Regions from separate parts of the Mus musculus genome. Here all the other regions are linked to region 2. A link is a contact called in public Micro-C and promoter capture Hi-C data. All regions are on one chromosome and are shown on one strand. The core of a region is the stretch at or near the end of the contact, and the rest is flanking DNA. Distances in the headings are between cores, read along the strand shown. Region 1 holds the start of Cpne2 (copine II). Region 2 holds the start of Cx3cl1 (chemokine (C-X3-C motif) ligand 1). Region 3 holds the start of Ccdc102a (coiled-coil domain containing 102A). Region 4 holds the start of Adgrg1 (adhesion G protein-coupled receptor G1).

The links. Promoter capture Hi-C pulls out the DNA fragments that hold promoters and counts their contacts. Hi-C and Micro-C count contacts between places; a contact is called where the count stands out from the background.
Region 1: a contact with region 2 is called in a Micro-C map of embryonic stem cells, with 2.2 times the contacts expected there. The contact joins the promoter of Cpne2 here to the promoter of Cx3cl1 in region 2. A contact is called at or near these places in 15 of 39 promoter capture datasets (the 3T3-L1 cell line, 3T3-L1-derived adipocytes, the C10 cell line and 9 more), 3 of 484 Hi-C or Micro-C datasets (the Ba/F3 cell line, colorectal tumor organoids and embryonic stem cells), 2 of 115 datasets of contacts at active chromatin or transcription factors (embryonic stem cells and pancreatic cancer cells) and 1 of 9 other capture datasets (liver).
Region 3: a promoter capture Hi-C map of fetal liver shows a contact between it and region 2, with 2.6 times the contacts expected there. The contact joins the promoter of Ccdc102a here to the promoter of Cx3cl1 in region 2. A contact is called at or near these places in 8 of 39 promoter capture datasets (the C10 cell line, the HPC-7 cell line, HPC-7-derived erythroid cells and 4 more), 1 of 15 datasets of contacts at CTCF or cohesin (large pre-B cells), 5 of 484 Hi-C or Micro-C datasets (the G1E-ER4 cell line, Th2 cells, embryonic stem cells and 2 more), 2 of 115 datasets of contacts at active chromatin or transcription factors (both in embryonic stem cells) and 1 of 9 other capture datasets (embryonic stem cells).
Region 4: a promoter capture Hi-C map of stem cell-derived epiblast-like cells shows a contact between it and region 2, with 2.5 times the contacts expected there. The contact joins the promoter of Adgrg1 here to the promoter of Cx3cl1 in region 2. A contact is called at or near these places in 4 of 39 promoter capture datasets (embryonic stem cells, hippocampal neurons, liver and 1 more), 1 of 115 datasets of contacts at active chromatin or transcription factors (pancreatic cancer cells) and 2 of 9 other capture datasets (adipose tissue and liver).

What each region holds. Positions count from the first base shown.
Region 1 is chr8:94,531,143-94,535,494 of GRCm38.p6, reverse strand. Cpne2 (copine II) reads right to left here and starts at 2,467. Exons shown (of 16, transcript NM_153507.2): 1 at 2,302-2,467.
Region 2 is chr8:94,769,211-94,774,036 of GRCm38.p6, reverse strand. Cx3cl1 (chemokine (C-X3-C motif) ligand 1) reads right to left here and starts at 1,857. Exons shown (of 3, transcript NM_009142.3): 1 at 1,703-1,857. The coding sequence starts at 1,772.
Region 3 is chr8:94,915,850-94,920,379 of GRCm38.p6, reverse strand. It overlaps Ccdc102a (coiled-coil domain containing 102A), which reads left to right and starts at 2,282. Exons shown (of 9, transcript NM_001033533.3): 1 at 2,282-2,398.
Region 4 is chr8:94,973,877-94,978,505 of GRCm38.p6, reverse strand. Adgrg1 (adhesion G protein-coupled receptor G1) reads right to left here and starts at 1,397. Exons shown (of 14, transcript NM_001198894.1): 1 at 1,089-1,397. Gm30968 (a long non-coding RNA gene) reads left to right here and starts at 1,778. Exons shown (of 4, transcript XR_879113.3): 1 at 1,778-1,933.

The DNA of each region.
Region 1 (4,352 bases), core at 1,218-3,717, 240 kb after region 2:
CCAGAGGTACCAGCATCTGATTCCAGGACTCGTCTCTTAAGCGCCCCCCCACCCCCCGGCAAAAAAAATTCCAGAAGGAATGTTGGATGCAGTCATGCGAATCAAGTGCAGTAATATTCCCAGGAACAATGGGATGACAGCTGTTCCCAAGTGCCTCCCGCACCAGTCACAGCGCTGACACACAAGCTCCTTGTCATCTAAACGGATCCTCACAACTACCTTTAAGGAAGCACACAATTACCTGGAAAGAGAGGGGGACAGAGAGTGCACGCACACCTCACTATTATACAGATAAACTGAGGCTCCATTTTGACCCTCTTCTTCACGTGGTCCCCTGAGGGTTTTTAATTCTTACGGCACTGGGGGAGGGCTTGAAAGGCAATCACAGACCCTCATGAAGAGCTCTCCACGTGTAAGAATACCTGCCCCGTTTCCTGGCCCTAGCCTTCCTACTGGCTCTGCAAATGGGCTGGTATTGCCGTCGGCCCTCGTTTCACAGATGGAAAAACACCCAGAGCCAAAGGGTGTGTGTGTGTGTGTGTGTGTGTGTGTGTGTGTGTGTGTGTGTGAAGGCATGAAGGCAGGAAGGCAGGAAGCAACAGAGAACTCAAGCATCCATAGCCTTTGTCCCTGGTTTTTCCATGCAGAAATGCATCTGATGAACTCTCCCATTCCAGGGGCTCATTATCATCTGAGGACAGCCCCAGAGTTCACTGGGCCCCCTGCCAAGGTGGCAATAAACTCTCGCTTTAGTGTTTGTGTCTGGTCAGTTTCCAGGAGGCCCAGGAGACGGTCCTACTTTACAGAAACTGGAAATACACAGTTGAGACCACCATCCCACTTCCGGTCACAAAAAGGTGTTCAAGGCCAGGTAAGTCTCTCACAACTCCCATATTGGGACTGTTCACAGGCCACTAGAAATGACAACCCAACCCAAAATGCCTCCCTTCCTGTGGGAGAAGGGCTCTCATCCAATGCAAAAGGCAGCATTCTTGACCTCACAAGGGGAGTTGCAGCCACTTGACCAGAAGTCAGCAAGCAAAGAGCTAGGAGTCAGTAGGCACCTCTGGCCCTGACTGCAATCCTGAAGCATCAGGGACCTTAAATTGTTTCTCCTGGACAGCAGCTTTCCTGACAAGAAGGAAGGATGACCAGGCCCTCCCACTTTGACGAGCCCACGTCAAATCCCTTCTGAGCCCATGGTGAGGGAGCTATATTCTGGAAGAGTTTAGCTCTGCCTGGAAGAAGGCAAAGGGAGGGGATCTCCCCAGGCTGGAAAGCAGGACCCTAACCCTGGACTAGGGAATTCTCAGCAGGAAGCCTGCCTAGCAACAATGCCTCCAAACAAAGATGCGGTAGACACCTCCAGGGGCAGTATAATACTCCTTTCTATCTCTGAGAGGGGCAGTATAATACCCCTTCCCATCTCTGCGTGACAGTTCCACACCCCTACATGATGGTGGTCTGTGGTCAGACAAAACAAAGGGCATCTGGGCTAATTCTCAAAGGCCTTTCCCCTTTCCCCTTCCCCCAGAATTCTTATAGGGCAGGAAGAATCAGAGTACAAGGAGGACCCTTTGAATGGCCACCCAGCTCCGGACTGCTATTGCACCTGTGACCTTGGGCACTCCCAGCCTCCTTTTGAGGTAGCCCCTTATCCAAAGACTAGTCAGCTGTACCAAAGACAGGATTCGGGAAGGGAGGGGAAGAGAAGGAAAAAGGAACATTAGTCTCCTTTATTTTTCCCAGGAGCACCATTGTGGGGATGGGGAAAAAAAGAAGGGCTTCTCGCTTCCTCCTCCACCCCTTGAAACACACAGGTGCCAGACAGCTTTTGCGCAAAAACTAGTTTGCAAACACACTCCGACTTCTGGAACGCCGCCCGGCACTATTCCCCATCTCTTCTCCCCAGTTGGAGCAGGGAGTCGGCCCTAGAGCTGATCCCGAGTAGCGCCAGGTCCTGGTCAGGGTGGGATCAAAGGGCGCGCTCGCCTCCAAACAATTGTGCTGGCGGCTGCGATCGCTAGCCCACAGCCGCCCTCTAGACATCTAACGGTGGAAGAGGGTCTCCTAAATAGCTAGCCAGTGTCCCCGAAGCCGCCCATCCTCCAGCCGCCCCCCGCAGACGGGCGCCCCCGCGTGGCCGGGTGGGAGCTGAGCCCCCCCCCCCCAGGCGTGCTGCGGGGGGCGGCGGCCAGGGACATCGGAGTCCCTTCGGCTGAACCCACTCCCCCTCCAAGCCCCAGGCCGAACTTGAGCGCACACAGTGCCCGGCCCGCCCTCGCCGCGGACCCCACTCACCGCGCTTTCCGCAGCCTCAGCGTGCTCCGGGCCGCCGGGGCATCCCCGGGCGCTGTGCTGTCGGCCGGGCGGCGGCGCGGGACAGGCTCAGGGCGCTACCCGCGCGGCCGTACCCACTCGTGCGCTCGCCCGGGCTGGGGCTGGCCCTCCTCGGGCCCCGGCTGCGGCGCGGGCTCCTCCCTCCAGTCGAGGGAGGATGTGGGCGGGAAGCGGGCGCGAGGCGGGCGCTTCCTGGAGGGGCGGCTCTCCGGGCTAAGCCGGAGCCTGTCCCGCTCCCGGCTGGTGGCCCGCGAGGACCTGGATGCAGCAGGCTGCCACTCCGAGCGATGCCGCGAATTCGCACCCAGCGCCGGGCCCGCCGCTCTGGGCGTCAGGCACCGCCGAGCTCCCCGCGTTGCGCTCCAGTTCAAGATGCGGGGACCCGGGGGTGCGATCTCCTGGTCCGCTAGACCCCCGGGGCGCCGCCCGCGGCTCTCACCCTAAAGCGCGCAGGGCTCAGCACGGAATCCTCGGGGAGACGCCCAGGACTTGCCTCCGAGCTGCGCACAAGAACCGCAGTGTTTTCTTTTTTCCTTTTTTATTTTATTATTATATATTTTTTAATTTCTTTCAATAGCGTTTTCTTGCCGCCTGAGACTGGGAAGATGACACATATTCCCGTGACAAAGACGATGAGATAAAGACGTTCGGAGTGGGGTTTGGGATCAACGGGAGAGTTGAGGCCTCCCCTCTGTGCAGCCAGCTTTTGAACCAGAGGCACCAGTTCTTAAGGGACTGTTTTGTCGCTGGGCAGCTGGTGGTCGCTCAGTGGTATTTTGTACCCTCGGAGCAAGTAAACCACTGGACATTACCACACGGAAGCTCTTTTAACCAGATTCTGTTGTGGGAGGTGTAGGGGGAGACATGGCTGTCCAGAGGTCTTAATAAGCATGGCCAAAGCCCTGGGCCCTGGTGTACAAGTCTCGGGATTGTGGGGCTGAGCGGTAAAGCCTTGCACTGAGGTTGTAGGTTTTCTATTCCAGACAGATAAGAGTTAATGCGGGAGACTCACGCTGCAGCTCTGAGCTCCCTCCACCTCTGAGTCACAGGCACTTTGCAGCCTTAGAAGGGCCCCCACTAAGCAGCCCTAGGGCACAGAGCTTTGTTCTCTCTGCCTGCCTGTCCCCGGAGCTTTCTGCTTTTCTCCAGATTCTCCTCGTCTTCTTGCGCAGAAAGTCCTCCATGCCCTCTGCTCAGCTCTGGGACAAAGCAACCTGTGGCGCCACTTAGAGCAGAGGTAGAAAATGGGGACCGCAACGTCTTCTTCCAGACTGTGAAGCAATGGCAGGTAGAAAAGTAGATGGATGAGAAGTTCAGGATGAAAGGCAATTAGCACAGAGACCCAACTCAGCTGTGGGACTTGACCAGCACTTTTCTAAGAACCCAGAAGAATATGGCGATTGGGGGGGGGTGGGTACGGAGGGGAGGGGAGGGAAAAGATGTCACTAGGTCTTGGTCAGGAGGGCAGAGTACTAAGGTCAGGGGTCACAGCAATTCCATTCCTAAGTACCTACCCAAGAGAAATGAAAATGTTTGTTCAAGCAAAAAGTTGAGCATGAATGCTTGCAGTTCAATAAACATTCTAGCTCAACTTATAGACATAGTTCACTAGAGCCAAAATGTGGGCAAGATCCAATATATACCAGCAGTTCATAGGGGAAAGTTCAGTGCAAAGTCCACACAGTGGAATATTACTCACCCAGGGAAAGTACTGACATATTAAAGTAGGGATAGTTTCAAAGGCAGCTCATCATAAAAGGCCAACTGGATAATTCCATTTTAGAAAATGACCAGAAGAGACATAGCCACAGAGGTAGACAGGGGATTCTAGTCATCCGGGCCTGGGAGGGAGAATGGATGTGGTTGCTCTTTGATACAGGGTTTCTTGGAGGGAAGAAAAAAGGGTTTCAGGGCTGGAGAGATGGCTTAGTGGCTAGGACCACTGACTGCTCTTCCAGAGGTCATGAGTTCAATTCCCAGCAACCACATGGTGTCTCACAACCATTTGTAAC
Region 2 (4,826 bases), core at 608-3,107:
GTGTGTGTGTGGGGGGGGAGCTTCTAATTAAATCCATAGGGCCCTCGATCTGACTGACACTGGAGCTGTCCGCCTCTGCCCCCCTCCACCCCCACTGAGGATGGGGGAAGCAGGCTGGAACAGCTGAAAGCAGATATATTTTTTTTCTTTCTTTTTCTCTTTCTTGCTGAGACTTGAGTGGGAGTGAATGCGTCAGTGCTGGAGAGCAGCCTTCCCTGCTCCAACTTGCATTTGCAGGTTTGTTACATAAAGCGCTGAGCGCTCGCTCGCTCGCCTGACACAGCCCTGCAGACCCACATTTGGGGACTGACGCAGATGCCCTGCACCAGCCTGCAGCATCCCTAAAGCCTGAGACACCCCCCCCCCCTTGCTGAGGGAGCTCTAGGGTGAACCCAGCTGAATACCTCATTCAAGGGGAGAAGAAACTGAGGTTCACTGGGGTTGAGTCATCCATCCTCACTGTGTCCTGGCAAAGCCAGCAACCACGATTAGGGTCCTCAGGCATCAGACATTCTGGGTTTTCTTTTCAACCTTGCCTAGGATTTCCCTATAAGCTTAGGAAAGTGATAGCTACCACCATGACCACATGCACTTTCCAAAATGCCTCCCTAGACACTGGAGTTTTCTCACCGGTAAGGCGTGAATGCTACAGCAGTTGGGACCAGAGAAGTCAAGACCCTGCTCCATTGACACACAGGGAGGTGATGGCAAAGCAACCTCCATCTGATTCCTACTTCCCCGTGCGCACTGTCTACAAATATCTCAGGCTTGAGGGCCAGAGCTCAGACAGCAGAAAGGCAGGCACAATTTTATCCCACCACCCCCACTCCCACCCACTCACCCACCCAGCTCCCTGTGGCACTGGTGATTTAGTTCCATGGAGATATCCTTGATGCTGGGGGTTGGCTCTCATTTTTTTCCAGTTTCACAGTGCGCCCTAAGGCAGAGTGCCACCTTCTCTGAGCGACAACCTGCTAATTTAGCCTGGCTAAATAGCCTCGGCCCTCCCTGAGGATGGAGCTCTAGAGGTTAAAGGAGGTGGAATGGTCAAAAGAGAAGGTGGGCAAGGCTGTTGGTCTCTCCTTCCTTAAGTCCCTGGGCATCACTCTCTCCTGCCCTGCATACTGGCTGAGCATCCTCAAACAGATCTCTAGCTCTAGCTCTCCATCTTTCCTATGTCCCTAGGAATGTCTACACCTTGTACTACCAGGTAGTGGACTCCAGGAAGCAAGTCCGTAGAGACAAAATATTTTCTAAGCTGGGTTTGGAGAAAGTGGCAAGGATGATGGGGGAGACACAGGCAGAGAGACGACAAGCTGCACGCCAGTACTAGAGACAAGCTCCATCCCCATGAGCTGCAGTGACCTTGACCTTAACTATTTCTGGGGGCCTGGAGCGACAGGGCAGGGGAAAGTCCTACCTAGTCCCTGGCCCCGGGCCAGAGCTTATACAGGTTATAGTTAACCTCAGTAGGAAGAACCACCTCTTGTCCGTCAGCCAGGAGCCTGCTCAGGTTTCCCTCAGCCCTCGCTCTCCTCCCCACACAGCTTCTGTCTCCCACAGACACCTCCGAGGTGTCTCCCCGACTCCCACCCCAGAAGCCACTGGGATGGCTGGGACTCGCGGGGGCCTATTTTCCCCAGGGAGATGCAGTCTGCATACCCTTCCTTTCTCCCCGAGGTAGGGTCCGGGACCCACTCACCCGGCAGCAGAGTACACAAATGGAAGAACGCGGCCAGGCGCAGCAGCCACGCGAGCGGCGAGGGAGCCATGGCTGGAGTGCAGGAATTCGGCGGGCCAGGAGGCTGGGCCGTGTCGCAGCTCCTAGTAGTCACTCGCGGCTGGTCTCGGTTGCTTTTTATAATGGGCTGGCAGCCTCCGCCCCCGGCGCCCGCAGTAGGAGGCGGTGGGAGGGGAGAGGAAGAGCCTGTAGCTGCGGCTGGATTCCTCCCAGGTTGCCAGGGAACCAGTTGCAATCCTGCGCTGGGCTCCGCTGCGGGAGCGGCGCGATGGGAACCTGGTGGGTTAGCAGGGTTACCTTCCCTGGAGAACCTAGGTCTTGTCTAAGCCGGACACTGAGCCAGGGACATGCAGAGCGCTGGTCCCCGCCAGGCCGGATCTGCCAAGCTCTTTCTTGATCTGGGGGCAGATGGGGTCTTTCGCCCATGCGATGCAGAACCCCCAGCAATCACCCCTTAAAATCCCCAGATACATTTCAGCCTATGCATCTGCTGGACTCAACACCGAACCTGGCAAGCAGTTTCCTGAAACATAGATCCAGTCCTGCCTTCTATGGACAGGTGGGGAAACTGAGACCCAGAGAAGGGAGAGACCATTCCAAATCACACAGAGCTTCACTCGATAAACTTATCAAGACCACGGAGGAGAAGACTGCAGAGCCAGGGCTGCTGAGGACATGGACATGGAGGGAACATGGGCCTCCTGGCCTCCTTAGCTGTTGTGTAGCCCCTCTAGCCTTTGCTCTATCCAGGGCTGGCTGTGCCTTCTGCTAGCTCCCGAAACAGCACAGCCACGAACTTGTCTTCGGAGCTAAGGGTCTCTTGGCTCCTCTTGGACCCTAATGCAGAGCCTTAGAGAGGTCCTGCCTCCTTCCAGGGTAGCTCTGCCACTGTAGAGTCTGGCTAACCCAGCTTCTGGCTCGGATCTTCCAGAAGCTTTCTCCATGAGACCAGGCAAGACCTAGCAGCAAAGCTTGGGTACTGCACACAACCTGACTTCCCGGAAGACAGGGAGTACAATCCTGGGAGTCTAGAAAAGTCAGAGCCTCCCCAGCCTCGGGCTGGGAGTGAATTGCGCTACTCTTTTTGGGCTGCCAGCCAGAAGGAAAAACCAGTTTGTGTAGAAAACTGTCCTAGGCTAAGGTGCCAGTTGGACCATAGCCAGCCTGGTCCAGACTGCAGAGGCTGCAGCTGCCGCCCCCGAAGACCTCGTGCTCTCTCCTGCTATACATTGTAGCAGGGCTAGCACCTGGTGTGGGTACTGATAGTGTTGAGGGTGGCTGTCCTGGCAGGGATCAATATCCACTGAGGCCCAGAGAACCTGCCCTCAGCTGGCCAGATAAGAAGCCAGGAAGCCTCATTTTACAGCTGGAGAGACTTAATAAGAAGTGATAAAAATGGAGGGCTGGGCCAGGTAGGGTACCTCATGTTTGTAATTGCAGCACTGAAGAGGTGGAGGAAGGATCGTCTAAAGTTCAAGTCTAGCCTGGGCTACATAGTGACTTCCAGCCTGGCTAGAACAAAAACAAAAACAAAAACTCCAAACCAAACAGGGAAATAAAACCCAGAAGTCTAGGTTTCTTTGTGCCTGTGCAGCAGATAGGATAAGAAGGAGGGGCGGGGGGGGGACCAGAGGAAAAGGGAGAGAGAAGAGAGAGAAGACAGGGGTAGGTAGGGGAATCCAAGGAGGATTATGGGAAATCAACACTTACATATTTAAAGGGAAAGGATCTGGGAATGGAGACTTGGAATCCCTGACTGGAGGGTGAGCTCCAGAGTAGAATTTGGAGGGCAGGGAGATGGTTTGCAGGATGCAAGCCTGGCTCCAGAGTTATTGTGAAATGTTTGGATTCTGTAAAATTAGGAAGGAGGCACTAAATTAACTCTGATCCAGGCACTCTCTAATAACGTTTCCCATGGTGCTGGGGACATAGCTCAGCTGTACAGCACTCACCTGGCATGCCAAAAGCCTGGTGTCTATCCCCAACTAAACAAAACTTAATGGAGTTCCATGTTTAACACACATAGTCATGATAACACACCCAGGCTATAAGGCTAACATCCATCACTGTGGTGGGCTGCTTTATGGATGGAGTAGCTGAAGATAACCAGGGAGGAAGTCAAGAAGGATGGGATGACCAACTAGCTGTCTCTTGGGTCTGAGTCACCACCCACTGGCAAGGAACCATTTGATAAGCAAGTGTCTGAACTGAGAAGGTAAAAACAGCTTTACCCGAACTTGCTCAGCTCCAGGGGCAGTCCGTGCTCCCTCTAGACCCAGCTTCAGCTCCAGGAGCATTCCGTGCTCCCTCCAGACCTAGCTTCAGCTCCAGGGGGCAGTCTGTGCTCCCTCCAGAACCAGCTTCTCATCTACAGATGGTTGGTCCCACCCATCTCATCCAGGTTTCAAGGAGTGACTGTTGAGATGCAGTTTGGACACAGTAGCCAGGCTTTCAGGCCCATTGACCCAATTCAAGCTCAACTCTGCCCTTCCTAAAGGTCCCACTTGGGCAGGTTACTAATGCTCTATGTACTGCAGTGTTTCTGTCTGTAGTATGCTGAGGTGGTTTGAAATTTTCTGTTTTGGTTTGGTTTTTTGGTTTTTTGAGATAGGGTTTCTCTGTGTAGCCCTGGCTGTCCTGGAACTCACTCTGCAGATCAAGCTGGCCTTGAACTCAGAAATCGGCCTGCCTCTGCTTCCCAAGTGCTGGTATTAAAGGTGTGCGCCACCAAGCCCAGCAGTGGTTTGAATTTTGACCCCCATCTACTCTTGTATTTGAGTTTTTGGCCCATGGGGAGTGGCACTATTAGCAGGTGTGATCTTGTTGAAGGAAGTGTGTCACTATGGAGGTGGGCTTTGAGGTCTCCTACACTCCAGCTCTGCCCAGTGTGGAATCAGTGTCTCCTCCTTGTTGCCTGCAGAACAGTCTCCTTCTGCTGCCTTCTGATCAAGATGTAGAACTCTTGGCCCCTCCAGCATCATGTCTGCCTGCATGCTGCCATGCTTTCCACCATGATGATAACGGACTAAACCTCTAAAACTGTAAGCTAGCCCCAGTTAGATGTCTACCTTTATAAGAGTTGCCT
Region 3 (4,530 bases), core at 1,033-3,532, 150 kb before region 2:
ACTAACACAGGCCCCACTCAATCTCCAGTGTCTTGAGTCTGAAGACAAAAACCCCTTGCCCTGTCCACAGATGAGGGAGGCTAAAACCAGATTACCATTTCACTAGAGGTGCCTAGAAGAGGGTCAGTAACCAAACTTGGGAGATACAGGCTCTGCCACTTCCCAGAGTGAATTTAAGCCAACCAATGGGTTTCTGATATTCCCTGGGCTCATCATGACATGGTGGTAATGACGGCCAGTACAGAGTAGCTGCACAGCTAGGTAACTTAAGAGAGCCATCTAGCCTATATGGCCAGCATGTACTGAGTTCCAAGAGTGAGTGGCTCCCCTCATCTCATCCACCCTATGCAAAACACACACACACACACACACACACACACACACACACACACACACTACTTCCTCTCCAAAGAGAGAGGGCTCAGTTGCAATGAAGTCCAGTCAAAGGCTAACTATACCATAAGCCGGACCTCCATCACTTTCCCACCCTTTACCAGCTCCCAACACTAGAGAAAGAGCTCTGAGATCTTGGTTCAGAGCTGTCACTGCCAGGACATCCCTTCTCCCTGGGACATCTCACTGCTGTGAGATCCCATTCGAGTCAAAAGCCAATCTAAACTTTCATTTCCCCAGGTCTAGAAGGAAGTCTGTTTTTTCTTTTTGTCTTGTCATGAGTTCTCAATATGTGTATCTCACACATTCCCCCTGTACATGATGTAGAGGACAGCCAATGGAGGGTCTGCAGGCTAGTGATCTGTAGATGCTAACCAAAGTGCAAGCATTCCCACCCAAACTGGTCTTCTGCTGATTATAACAGCTGCCAAGCAAGCACCACTCACTACCTGCCCAGCACATGAAGGGGCAAGTGAAACTATAAAACTTGCAAAATCTGTGGGACTTCACAAAGTTGGTGGGGGTGGGGCAGAGAAGACAGCTGAAGACCACAGAGAAGGATGTGGGGGAAGTGTATGACATCAAAAAGATGTACTGAGTTCTCAGAATACTCAGTGGGGGGCTGGGGGTGGGGGGGAGATCTGAAGAAGTGGCTCAGTGGTTAAGAGTACTTAATGCTATTTCAAAGGGCCCCAGTTTAGTTCCCAGCACCTACATGGTAGCTCATAGCTATCAGTAACTTTAGTCTCAAGGGATCTGAGCCCCTCTTCTGACCTTGGAGGCCACCAAATACACACAGGATCCCCTTAAAGGGGGGAAGGTCAAAGGATCCTTGTTTTTGAAGAAGCCCTAGTTTGTTTGTTTGTTTGGTTTATTTATTTTTGTAAATCAGGGGTTTTCTACTAGCTCTGGTTCTCCTGGAATTCACTATGTAGATAGACCAGACTGGCCTCAAACTCCTGTGAGGCAGACATCTGCCTGCCTCTGTCTCTGCCTCCCTAATGCTGGGATTAGAGGCCCCAAGTGTTGGGATTAAAGGGGTGCACCACCATATCCAGCTAGCCCCGGTATTTTGGTAAAACAAAACAATCTCTTACAGCAAACCAATAATAGCTCAACTCCGTAAGGGGGGAAAAAAACCTTCAACATTCAGTATGTGATTCACTCTTCACAAACCACTATGCTCGTGACCATGATTAGAATTAAAACACTCTTAACCAAGAAGTATGTGATTCGTTTATCTTCATAATCTTTATCTTTTCTGGACAATAACCTAACCCAGCTTAGCTGCCCACGCGTTTTTGTGACTTTTGGTCCTGTCGGCAAGACAGACCAACCTCGAAGCAGGATGTGAAGGGGAGATACCATCTTGACCTTCTTCTTCCCTGACAAGACTACAGACACCCTATCCCAAAGAGAGAGAGAGAGAGAGAGAGAGAGAGAGAGAGAGAGAGAGAGAGAGAGCCTGAGCCTAATGGGTGTGTACAAGAAGGTCAGAGGGTTCTGCCAAGCACCATCGCACACCAGAGGGAAAATCTCCACAGTGGGAGTAGGTCCCATCACTCTCCTTTATAGGCCTGAAGTCGCTTTGTACAAAAAAGGGAAACCGAGGCCCAGTGAGGACATGGACTCTGGCCCAAGTCCAGTCGGTGTCAGCGCTAGCACTGGAAGTAATGCAGTTAACCAAAGTGAAGCTCCTCGTGGGTCATGGTGCCCACTCCTGTCCTGGATCACCTAGACCGTGGTTGGCGGGAAAGCCGAGGACGCGGATCCTGCCTGGGCGACCCCATGCTTGGGCGGGCCAGGGGGGTCCGGCTGCCTGGCCCCAACCCGCAGCAAACCGCGCCCCACGAGGGGCCCCCGCCCGCTCCCCTTCCCCTCCCCTGGCAGGAGGAGGAGACTTGGCGGCCCTCCCCCGGCCTCCCGACGGCCGCCGCAGCCAGCCCCGCGCCCGCTCCACCCAGAGCAGCAGTTCGGACGTCCGGAATCCCAGCCCCGGCCCGAGGTGAGTGGGGACGGCGGGGCGGGAGGTCATCGCGACAGGGTACTCGCTGCGGTCTCGGAGCCGCTCACGCGAGGGAAGAACTTTGCAGCGAGGGACAGGAGCCGGGGCGGCGCCCGCCGCACCCCAAACTTGAGTCCAACTTTTTAGTCCCACTTAGAGTCCCCCGGCCCGTCTCCATCCCCGTGGAAGCCGGGTCCCGTGGCGGGACAGTGGGGGAGGGGGCGCCCGTGGAATGCCGGCAGGGCCAGGAGGGGGGGGGATGGCAGGCGGGGGCGGAATGTGGAACTCTCCCGGGGGACCCAACGTGGTCACCATGGCGAGTGCCGGACGGACGGGTGGCACTGGCCAATCGGAGCACGGCTTTACGCCCAGACCCGTTGCGCTACCAATGGAAACCAAGCGGTGGGGTGGGCGGGACCGCGTCTTGCAGGACCGGACCCCCGCACCCCCTCCAGCCGCTAGGGGGAGCGGGGCTGGTGGCCCGCGAAGGGGCTACCAAGTAGGGACTGGGCCCTGGAAAGCTGAAAACTTAATTTCGGGAAGGAATGCGGGCAAGTGGGGCAAGGGCTTGATGCTAAGAGAAGGGAAGGGCTTCAGCAGCCCACTGCCCTGGTTGTGCCGAGGGGTAGCACTCTTCCTCATCCCGGGACTTCAGTTTGCGTAAGTGAATGTCCCTTATTCGGCCCGGATTACTGAGCTGTTGTAGGAGTACGATGAGTTCTTATTGGCAGAGTCTTACCCACCTGCTGGAGGAATTAGAAATCTTGTTGGTGCCTCTCAATACATAGGAAAACTGATGCTCAGAAAGGCCAGGAACCTGCACATACCACACGGTGTGTAATAGCAACGCTAGGGTTAATGTCTGTTCTATACGAATGTGCGATGCCAAGAGTTGCTAAGAGTCCTGGGGCTGGAGTAGGTGAAAGCTTCCACTCTTCCAAGTCATGTTTGTTTGGCGGGCCTAGTATCTGAAGATCTCCCTAGTAAGCGCTTCCAGGGGCATGGTGCTCTTCAGGTAGTCACGCATGACCCAGCCACAAGCTCTGTTCTAGCATAGAAACCCTGCTCTCCTCCCTTCCCCACCCCTCCGTTTCTTTCCTGGAGGTCCAGCAGCTGTAAGCTGGGCTCTCTCAGTATCCATGGTCAGAGGGACAGACAGCCCACAGTCTGCGGGCTGACCAGCCTTGGGCCCTGCACTTATCCAATCAGGCAGTCCCCTTGTGGTTTCCTGCTGGGCTCTAATCCCTACCCACAGCTAGGCCTGTGGCCCTGGGCTTACCCCAGAGTCCACCTGAAAGATTCTAAGAAGATACGGGAGAATTCTGAGCTGTGGAGGTCTTGGGTTCCCCATTCCCTCAGCTGGTCCCCATCCAGGGCTTAGTGTTTCTCATTCCTTGCAGTGGCTTCTGAGAAAACCAACCGAACCTCGAGGGCAGAATACAATGTTGAATATCTCCTCCCTCTCCCCATCAGAGAGTTCCTCTGGCAAGAGCTCAGACACCGGACTCTGACCTTGGCCACAGATGGGCTTAGACACCTACCTGTATTAGCGCCTGGCTGAAAACCAACTTCTGATTTTTAGGATGACACCGCTCTCCCAAACTCTGTCTGGTCACAAGAGGTCCCCCTAATAGGAGCTTTATCCATCTCCCATAGGCTCAGGACACATTCAGACAGCACATTGTTCAGCCCTGTTCAAATAGCTAACAAAATCAAGAAGCCTTTGAGAGCTTTTTAGAATGCACACTTCCTAAAGGAGAGGTTCACAACCTCACTAATGCCTCAACCCTTTAATTCACTTCCTCATGCTTTGGTGACCACCCCCCCCCCCCAGCCAGAAAATTATTTTTGTTACTTTATAGCCAGTTTTGCTGCTGTTATGAATCATAATGTAAATATCTGATTTGCAGGATGTCTGATTTGTGACACCCCCCCTCAAAGGGGTCGTGACCCACAGGTGGTGAACTGCCACCCCCAAAGGAGGAGGTGCTGGTGTTTTAGGGAAACTAGCACGAAGTATTCAGAGGTTAGGAAAGTTCTTCTCAAGCGAGGAGATGTTGCAGGTCCATCTTGCAGGGTGTGTAGGAGTTTACAGATGTAGAAGGAAAGGGAGACGTTCCCAATGAGTCTGT
Region 4 (4,629 bases), core at 148-2,647, 200 kb before region 2:
AATCCCACAGAGCATGGGGCCCCCTAGCCCCGGAAGACCTTGCCCCCCCCCAACACCTCCTGCCTTCTGCATGCCCCTCTGCCCAGCTGCCAGGGAACCCCCCGGGGTCTCCCACTAAGTGCTGGGGTGCAGGTGGCGCAGGCGGCATAATGGAGTGATAACAGATGCTCATTAGCAGGGGCCCACCATGCAGCCCACACGCCTCAGGGAGTCAGACTGGCAGAGGCAAACAGCGGCGCCAGCCGCCCACCTTTGTCTGGTTGAGTGGGGGCTGTGAGCTAGGGCTGGGGGCTGGGCACTGGGGCTTTAGAAGCCATATATGATTTGACATCTGGGGGCCCGTCTATCTCCATCATGGTACAGCTAGGGACATGGGTCCAGCTGGAAGGAATGCCAGGGTCCCACCAGAGGCCATGGCAAGCCTGAACTTTTACCTATCTGGGTGCATCTTTGGGGTTACCATGTGGGGGAAGCAACTGGTAGGAGGTGTGCACTCTTGGGACCCCCTCTAGTGACTCTTGCAGACGGGGTGACAGACCTGGGCTGACAGGCATGGGGACCTGTGGCTGGCAGCAACAGAGAGACATATACATGAGCTCTATCTACCCTTTTGCTGGCTTACCAGGAAAGGCTGCCTGCCTCTTCCTCCTCAAAAGTCAAACAACCAAAGTGAGCTGCTGCTAAACCGGTCCCCCCACCCCCCGCCCTCCCCGCCCCCGTGGATCTCAGGAGGAAACTGCTTGGGAAGCACTAGGGACAAAGGGAAAAATGGGGTTCATGCCGCCAGTCCTCAACCACACGCCAGGGTCCAAGCTTCACTCTGGCCCTCGTGGCAGTGGTGCCCTTCTGAGCAAAGAGGGACACAGCTGGCCAACGTGTTCCAGTGCCCCCTCGTGAGCACGCCCAGCCCCACACTCTGAGCGGCAAGGAGTATCCTAGGACCAGCTAGAACCTCAAACTCAGTCGTTCCCTGGGAGATACGATCCAGCACACACTCGAGAACTCCCAAGCACTGCGCTAAACCTTAGACTAAGGTCAAGCGGGCCAGGCCAGGCGAAGTGCATGCCGTACCCGCTGCCCTCTCTTACCTCCGTCTCGCACTGTGAACAGCAGCGTCTTGCCTCCAAGCCTAGGCAGGCACTTCTGTTAACAGCCTTTGCTGCTAATGTCTCCTCCTCCTCCCAGGTGCCCAGCACCTAGTCTGAGCCTGTCTAGGCAGCTGTGAACTCAATCCAGGTGAGGCTCCGCCTACCCGGCTAGCTTCCGGTGCCAAGTGCCCTCTAAAACTCCTAGGTTTCCTAGCGAGGCTTGACAGAGTCTTCAGACTCCATGGACTTTGGGGATTTCTTCCCTAGACAGTAAAAGCTGCCCCGTGGGAGGCCGGGATCACGCTGTCTCTGGGCTTCAGAGACCCTTTTCAGGCTGTGGGAGGCAGGCCGCCACGCCCACACACACCTGCAAACTGCCAGCCCTTTGTGGCTTCTCCAGCCTCTTCAGACCATATCCTGTCTGCAGCGCCATTCACACCAGCCACAGGCTGGATACAGGAGGGCTCCGGGGCTGTGGGTGGGGCTCTCACAATATGTCCTGCTGGACTCAGGTGGGATCAGAGCAGGCAGAAGGTGAGGGGGCAGGAACTGGAGCTTTTTGCTAGGGATGGGAGGTGGCAGCTGCCCCAGGTATCTTGGAAGGGGGCCAAGGGGAGAAGTCCAGGCGAGCTCCACCAATGGAGAGAGGCCTCGTGCAGGCACTTCCTTCAGACCCTGCCACCCACCTCTCTTTCAATGCTCTTGCAATCAGGCACTAGTATGGGGGCGGGGTATGTGTGTGAGTCCTGATGCACACACCTAGCTCCCAACATAGAGACCTGCTGGCTGAGCCATACTTCCCTGAGGACGCCAATCCAAGCAGAAGCTGATCCTCTGAGCAAGGGGTATGAAACACTGTTGTGGGCCAGGCCCATGGGGTTGTCAGTCCCCTAGGATCTACCTCGCTTCCCTCCCCACCGGGCCCTCCCGCCATGTTTTTCCGCCACTGTGTTTCTTGCCCCTCAGGTCAATCCCCATGCTTGTCTTGTCTGCTTTTCCCCAGCAGTTACCAGAGCAGGGCCAGAATAGGGTCTGGTCTAGAGGGAAGATGTATGGCTAGTGAGTGGATAAGAAAAGATGGATGGATAGATAGATAGGTGGATGGACAGATGGACCAGCGGATGGATTCCGTCACATGTTTGTGGAAAGCCTGCTGTGATCCAGGCACTGTGCAGGGCATAGGAGCGACAGCTACAAGCCATATACTAAAATCCCTGCCCGCTCAAAGCTGCAGGGATACAGATCATAAATTTAATGAGCAATAAATATGAAATCTATCCAGAGCTATAGTAAGAATAATGGGGAGAAAATATGGTGAGGGGAGTTGATAAAGGAGCAGGGCTGGATTCACGGTGAGAAATGATGCTTGAGTGTAGACAGCATCCAAGGAGGCAGCCTACGGGGTACCAAGAGCAGAGCATTCTAGTGGATGGAAGAGTCTGTGCAAAGGCCCTGGGGTCGGTGATCCTGACTTTAGGGATGAGGAGGAGGAGGGTGCTCACTGCTGTGCAACTGAATGAAGGAACCAAAGACAGAGACGAGGCCACAGAGTTGAGAAGGATATCAAAAGGGAGCACCAGTCCCCTGAGATGACATAAGCACCTGTCTGCATAGGCCCCACTGGGACTCTCAATCCCGCCATAACCCCTTCCACGTGGGAACTTCTGGCTACAGGGTGGGCATGCAAACTTGCTCTGCCCAGCACAAACTGGATCTCTAGAACTGAGCAGATGGGGGTGGGGAGGAGCCAAGGAAGATGAATGTCAAAAAAAGGACCCAGAGAAAAAGCTTGACTACAGATCCCCATGGCCCCAGAGGCACTGTCTGCCCTGATAAGGACACAGGGGAGTGCCAGTGATTTCTTGTATCCCTAACTTGTGACACCCACACTTCACATCCTCTTCTATGTCCTCAGGGGCCTCGTCATGTGATATAGCTACCATTCTGTCACCTAATAGCAAGGACTGGTGCTAGAATCCCAGTCTTGAGCCCACTTTCACTGGGTTTCCTTGGAAAGGTTGCTTAACCTCTCTGTGCCGCAGGTCATATATCAAATGGGGACCCCTTCTTTTGCCCTGCTTGCCCTCCAATGATAACAAGAGTTGGAAAAGTAGTGAGCCCTGGCAGGGTAGGTAGGCACTGAGGAGCATTTGTGAGTCTGAAGGTATGGTCTCCTGGTGACCCAGACCATCCCCTAGTACAGTAGGTTAAGGAAATGAAATGTAACCAGAACCTATCCAAGTCTCAGACCTGCTACCTGCAGAGATGGATTGTAACCACCATAATCCGGGCAGCTAGACCTGAGCCAAATGTAAACTCTAGGTCACACCTGACTTCTCCTTCATCCTGGAGGGAGCAGCATCCTGGCCCTGAGGGGCAGGGTACACCCAAGCAAGTCAAGAGTCAGGCCCAGGAATAGGCTTGAAGTCACACCCAGGCAGCTGAACTCCAGAATCAGGCTTGTTCCCACCCATCACTGACGACAGAGAAAAGAATACAGAGCCCTCCCCTTCCTGGGTACCTCGTGAGAAGGTGAGGGAGTCCCCAGGTGTGTACCCCGTGTTTTCAAGCTTCCATGTTCCCTCTCAGAGCTGGTGGAGCCCACAAGGTCAGGGGGTGAGCTCCCCATCTCTGTGGAAAGCCATGGCTGAGCTCCTCTTGAACCTTGCGAAGGTGTTGGCTTCACCCACGGTGGCAGGTGTGAACTCAGGCAGGGCTTCTGACTGGGGCATTTTTCCCTAGTTCCTGTATTTATCCACTGAGCTAATATTTGCCTAGTAAGTCCTAGGTGCCTGGGCCTCTCTGGTTCAGAAAACAAACACCCTGTGGGGCGGGCAGTAGAAATGATGAGGTGGGGGTAGGGTGGGGTAAGGGGTGGGGGTGGGGATTGCTAGTTCAGACTGCCTGAAGCCCAGCCCCACCTGCTGTTCAGTCACCTCCCTCAGCCTCCTATGTGTGCACAGCAGGTGTTAGGGGCACCTTTCCAGGCTGTGAGGACTCCCTGAGAAGACACTCAGTCCCTCTCAATGGCTGACACATGTCTAAATACCCCATAAATGCTCCCCATCCCCAGTGCAGAGCAGAAGGTTAAGTTACTGGCTTTTGGCAATCCTCCCTGCGCTCAGTGCTGTTCCTGCTACTGAATGGAGGTGGTCCCCACTGCTTCCAGGGACAAGGACTGTCTCCCTATGGCCACCCCTGGCAGAAGCCATTCTTCAGGGGCATGTGGGTGTGTGAGCTCACTGCTCTAGAGCCCACCCCCAGTAGCATGCCGGGCTGTCTCACCATGCTCTGCAGAAAAGAGTCGGGATGGGTAGCTGATGGCACTGCCTAGCTCATGGTAAGCCTGGTGTGATGGCTATCACATCCCAGCGAGAGGCTCTGGCAAGAGGGTGGAGAGTTCAAGGCCACCCTGGGCTGTGCAGCAGAGCCTGACTGGGCTAAGTTCTCAGTGAGCTCATTCGTAGAAGCTTTGTGTCCTTTGGTCGAGGTCAAGTCTGGCATCTAGATTCCTCCATACAGAGTCATCCATCTGTGCCCA